2 separate regions of the Rattus norvegicus genome follow, and region 1 is linked to region 2. A link is a contact called in public Hi-C data. All regions are on one chromosome and are shown on one strand. The core of a region is the stretch at or near the end of the contact, and the rest is flanking DNA. Distances in the headings are between cores, read along the strand shown.

Region 1 (2,885 bases), core at 249-2,748, 320 kb before region 2:
GCAAAACAAAGGAACTGTTAATCTGTGCAGACTATTTTGGTCCCAGCCTCCGAGTTCAGATCGCCAGGGTCACCTCTGCACTTATCGCCCCTTTCAGGTAAAATGTCAGCGTAACTCGTGCATGGAATTGAAATATTTACCTTTTCTAGGTAGGTTGGGATTAGGGGTTGGATAGGTTAGAATTCAGGCTGTAATTGGTAGGGAAGGAATCCCATCTCCCTCGATGGAGTTTTTCTTAGGCATCCTCTTCCTCCTCCACAGCCTCTTCCTATCAAAACACTGCTTAGAAAATTTTAGGACAAGGATGCTCTAAAAACAAAGCCTCAGCCAGCCCAACATCTATCTCCTGTTCCCTCGCTAGGCGGCCACTAGGGGTCGTGAGCAGCGTCCTCTGCTCATCCGGGAGCAAAGCCAGTTCTTCTCGCCTCTGTCTGGCTTGCACAGGCAGAAAGCTTCAAAGATAGTCACGTTATAGGTTTTGGATGGCTTCGCTGCTACGACACAGCGGTACTGTCCGTTATATCGTCTGTGTCAGTTGTAAGCAGCTGGGTCTGGAATGACCGCAGTACCCCAGCTCCTGGGCATATGGGGATAGCACTCAGAATTGGGGAAGACAGGATAGGCAGGCAGCTTCTGAACATGCCATGGGGTTTGTTTTTGGTGGGTGTTCTCTCACAGCCACCAGGTCTAAGCAGGCTTAGCTGGCTACAAAAACTACTATCGTTAATTATCACCACAGGCACACTCAAACTCCTGCACCTCCTCTCCTTATGGGTTCACCAACGAAAAATACACAAAGCCAACTATTAACCCACGGAGGGGAGAGATAGATTCTGTGAGGAAAGATGCCTTTCAGAGCCTTCTGGTGACTGTCCCAAGTCCTTTTGACTTCATATCTGGTGTGTGTGTGTGTGTGTGTGTGTGTGTGTGTGTGTGTGTTCCAACTATCCTAATTCACTCTACCATTCATCCCTGGAGGCTTTGGGACTCTCGGCTGCCTCCTGATAACGGGTTATCCCTTAGCCTCGCTGGGAGAAAGCCATTCTAGGCCTTGACCCCAGCCTCCAAGGCGGACACGGTCGGTCGCGCCCTACGGGCCCTTTGTTCAAGCTGCAGCGGGCTAGTAGCAGCTGCACCTCGGGAGAGCCACAGCTCAGGGAGCCAGGAAATCTGTGTGATGGCACCACCTTCTCCTCCCACTCTGTAACCCAGGAGCCTTTCCAGCCTTGGCATCTCTTGTGCCCAGTCCTGGCCTCTTTCTCCCTCTCCACCCAGAATTCTTCAGGAGTTGAACAAATGCTGTTCCTAAGACCCAGCCTAGCATTCCTGCCTGGCTGTCGCTGCAGGGGCAGCACGGGACACTTGAAATGTCACCGGTCGGGATAAATATTAACACAAAAGCAAATGGACGTATGCAGAGCCAGTTATCAATCAACCAGGCCACAAGGCCACTCACAGCAAACATGGCCCAGGTTGGGTTGGGCAAGACTTTCTCAGGGCCACTTCCAGGTAGGATGCCCCCCCCCATCCGCCCTCAGCTTAGATCTTCCTCTAGCACAGAGGAGTAAATACCCGACCACAAGGGGGCGAAGTCCGGGGTGCCGCAGGGCAGGCTGTCTTCCTGCAGGGCTCTGGAGGTCTCTTCACCTCCCACAGGGTCGGCTTGCTCAGCACACAGCCTTGCCTGGGCTGAGGACCCGAGCGGTCACCACCTCCTGGGTGCACAGTGCTACAGTCACATTCACTGGTGGGTGTCTCTTGCAGTCTCTTTCCTTGCTGCCAGCTACTGCCGAAGGGCCGAAGCCTTCTGGAATATTTAATTGGAGTCTAATCTCCTCCTGTCTTGATAGACGCCCACGTCAGAGGCGGGGCACCCAGCTTGGTTTCCCCACCCCACTCGGGACCAGAAACGGTGTGCGCCTGGTCACGCTGCGTTTTAATGAGCAGCAGCAAGCATTACGTTGAGGCAACATATATTGATTTTTAAAAGGTAGTTAATTTGGTGAGAATTTCCTCCAGTCTTTCACCAGCGCTTGTAATTTATACACCAGAAGGCGCCTCCCCAAACACACTGCCACGTGCAGAAAGATTTTTGACCCTCCAGAGAAGCTGCAGTGGAACTCGGAGCACAGAGAGGCAAATGGAGAACCTCTCTTCCACTAAAGAGTAAAGGATTTCAGCAGGCTCTTGTTAGGGGGTTGAGAAAAGACGCTGATTTGCTCTTTGGTGTAGCAGCCAGCAAAGCTGCAATGGCTGGTCCTGCGGAGCAGGCACTAAGTTCCTGCAGTTGCCACACCAAAGCATCAGGCGGGTCAGTCCTAAGCTCCATCACTGAGGCCTGCTAGTCAACCATTTCAAGGCTCAGAGACCGACTTCTCTTAAGAAAGAAAGAAATCAATGAGCAGGGTTGGGTTTTCTTTGGAGGCTCCAAAATAGGCTGTGACTTTTACGGGAGAACGGGATGGCTCTGAGCTTCTGGAGTTAGCATGCCCTCCTCCCCCTGCAGGCTCAGTCCCAATCCTTCTCACTCCTTTATGTTAAACAGACCAAAAAGGGAAAAAAGAAAAGAAAAAGAAAAGAAAGAGGCAGTGCTCTGCGGTGTCTCAGGACATCCTGTGTGCTCTGGTTTCATGTCCACTGCAGCCTCCCATTTTCCACACAGTCTAGGAAAGGGCCACATGCCTGGAGCCCAGAATAACAGAGCTAGCCATCTGGACGTAGGTGTGTAGATAGTAGCCCTATGATGACCTTCTCCGTCCCACGAGCACTTGCTCAGCACCCAATTCGTGCCTTTGTTGTGCAGGTTCTAGGACTTGGTCTTCATTCGCCCAAGCAGTCAACCCCCCCACCCCGCCCAAATCCCTGGCTCAGTTCTCTTATCTGGA
Region 2 (2,939 bases), core at 401-2,900:
CTGTCTCTTAGCCTCTGGGACTTTATTTTTCCCTCACTTATCTGGGAGCAAGAGTTCCATGCATGATGTCTTCTTAGTTAAGGTAATGGGTATAGGCCTCATCAGACTCTTTAGCCTCTAAGACCTAGACTAAGGTTTCAGTTTTCATCCTGGCTGTCTTGCCTTCATTGCTGTGTGACTCTGGATAAATTACCACACCTCTCTGAGCTTCAGACTTACTTCTGTATAAAAGACGAAGAAGGAGAATACATCAGATATTGTCGATAACTGTATTATAAAGCATGACTGGAACCTTAAAATTGAAAGCTGTTTTTTAAAGATTTACAACTGGGGAATACAATATTTCATAGTAGCCTCGAAGGACTCAAATTTCTCAAAAGACGATAGATGTAAATTCGTTTTGGTGACCATGTCTATGAACTACAACTAGCAAATTCAGACTCGACTTATTTGAAGGCATATTCACATCCAACCTTGATGATGGTCATACGACTTTCCAGTTTTCTAAACTGAGGGATGTCCTCTCAATCATGATGGTCTCCTTCAGGCAAACAGCAAGACCTGGTGACAACTCTCTCCCCACCCCCAGCCAGCTAGTTGTCCTTCATGCCCAAGATCTCTGTTGGCAGCTTCTCTAGACTATAAGTTGTCCTGCAGTGTTAGTTATCTATAAGGAGGCCATGGGAAAGACCTGCTCACTGTGTGTAACTGGATTTGAGCATTAGAGTAGTGGGCTCTGGGGTTGGGGAAATGGCTCAGTCAGCAGAATACTTTCTGTATAAAAAGATCTGAGTTCAGAGCCACAGTACCCATGTAAAAAGCAGTGATGCACATTTGTAATTCCCTCCTCTAGGAAATGGAGAGAGCGGATCTGGTGCTGATTTGCCAGCCTAGTTGAATAGGTGAGCTCTGGGTTCACTGAGAGACTGTGCCTCAAAAAAAAAATACAGGGGAGGGGAAAAGAGAAAGACACCTAATGTTGACCTCTAGCCTCCACACGTATATATATACACACACACGCACACACACACACACACACACACACACACACACACACACACAGACACACACTCCAACGAGGGTTGGAGTGGGGGGAAGGCTATGTTAACGCTAGAACCCAGTTGTACTGGCTGGTTTTATGTGTCAACTTGACACAAGTTGGAGTTATCACAGAGAAAGGAGTCTCCCTTGAGAAAATGCCTCCATGAGATCCAACTGTAAGGTATTTTCTTAACTAGTGATCAGGGGTGGGAGGGCGCATTCTGGTTGGTGCTATCCCTGGCTGGTAATCCTGAATTCTATATAAAAGCAAGCTGAGCAAGTCAGGGGAAGCAAGCCAGTAGGTAGCATCCCTCCATGACTTCTGCATCAGCTCCTGCTTCCTGGCCTGCTTGAGTTCCAGTCCTGACTTCCTCTGATGATGAACAGCAAAGTGGAAGTGTAAGCTGAATGAATCCTTTCCTCTCTAACTTGTTTCTTGGTCATGATGTTTGTGCAGGACTAGAAATCATGACTAAGACACCAGTGTAGGGAACAGGATCAAGCTCGCCTTTGGAAAAGACTCGCAGTCATTCCCCTCGTCAGATGGTACTGGTAAAACTTGGCCCTAGTCTCTTTAGCCTCCATGCCTTTGCCCAACATGTCCCATTTCCCTGAAAACCTCCTTTGAACTTGTTCAGCTGGTAAGAGTTCAAACAAAGCTTTGTGCTAACCAGGTATTTCTCTGAAATTGCAATATTCTTGTTATGTAATTGGCACTGGTATCTGGCATGTTCCAGTGTGGCTGGCTTCACAGCTGTTTACATAACAAAGTTCTATGTTTCCACTCACTACTACTGTTCCAGCAGCTTTGTGATTAAGAAACCACAGGGGAATGGCCAGAAGAATTTTTGGCATCAGAGGGAATGGGTATGAATGTCAGTGCTTTCCTTTTGTGAAGCTTTGATAAATCTCTAAATGTCGTATAGCAGATACGCAGCTTGGTCTCCATGCTGGTCCCCCAACAACCTGAGTGTGGGCTGTCCCTGACTCTGTTGCCTGCCTCTGTGGATTCTGCTCTTCTTACTGGGCTGCCTTGTCTGGCCTCAGTGGGAGAGGCTGTACCTAGACCTTTGGTGAATTGATGCACACGGGACTGGGGGTGTGGGCGGAGGGGTATTGTTACCCAGGAGGACCTCTGCCTTATCAGAGGAGAAGGGGATGGGGATGGAGAGAGGGACTAGGTGAGGAGGAGCCACTGGAAAGAGGGCGGGGGGGGGGAACTGCAATTGGGATGTAAAGTAAATAAATAAATAAACTCATGGGGAAAAAGTCTCTGAATGTCAATGTCTGCAAATAGAGGCACTGCGAATGATTTAGTCTTTATATTGCTTTGTTATCTGATATGGCACCATAGCACGGCCTAATGCTGATGGCTCAGTAAGTCATCAGTCCTGAGGATGATAGTTGTAACTTGCTATGCTTGTTATAGCAGACTGTCACGGACTATGTGACTTAGAACAAAGTCAGTACTTTTTCATGGTACCAGCAAAGAGACCAGAAGTTTGAAGTTAAAGTGTCTTCAGGTATGGTTCCTTCTGTGGACTTATAGAAGGAACCACAGAAGGAAAGACCCTCAAAGCTCTCTCCCAGGTTCTGGGAGTCACGGATAATTTTTTGAATTCTTAAACATGTAGATTCCTCCCTCTGTTTCATTTCCTTCTGTTTCTGGGGTGAACCACTTTGAACTAAAGCAACTTAGGGAAGAAACAACTCATTTGGCTTATACTTTGTCATTGAGGAAAATCAGGGCTGAAATTCAAAGTAGAAGCTTAAAGTAACAACTATGGAGCAACACTGCTCTCTGGCTTACTCGCTCGCTTGCTCTGGGGCTCACAGTTAATCTAGTTTCCTTACACACTCCAGGATCATCTGCCTAGGAATGGCGTCGCCCTCAGTGG

What was found. Hi-C and Micro-C count contacts between places; a contact is called where the count stands out from the background.
Region 1: a Hi-C map of hepatocytes shows a contact between it and region 2, with 2.4 times the contacts expected there. The contact joins two enhancer-like sites. A contact is called at or near these places in 9 of 12 Hi-C or Micro-C datasets (the A7r5 cell line, the Rat2 cell line, frontal cortex and 5 more).

What each region holds. Positions count from the first base shown.
Region 1 is chr8:84,483,419-84,486,303 of GRCr8, reverse strand. The region is part of intron 1 of Onecut1 (one cut homeobox 1); the gene reads right to left. Among named protein-coding and RNA genes, the nearest start is that of Onecut1, 4.6 kb to the right of the region's middle. Within about 2 kb of position 1,498, at least 4 of the 93 cell types and tissues checked have an H3K27ac peak or open chromatin away from gene starts, as enhancers often do. A contact at or near this core is called in hepatocytes, where this site is marked.
Region 2 is chr8:84,158,657-84,161,595 of GRCr8, reverse strand. No RefSeq gene overlaps it. Among named protein-coding and RNA genes, the nearest start is that of Onecut1, 320 kb to the left of the region's middle. Within about 2 kb of position 1,650, at least 1 of the 93 cell types and tissues checked has an H3K27ac peak or open chromatin away from gene starts, as enhancers often do. A contact at or near this core is called in hepatocytes, where this site is marked.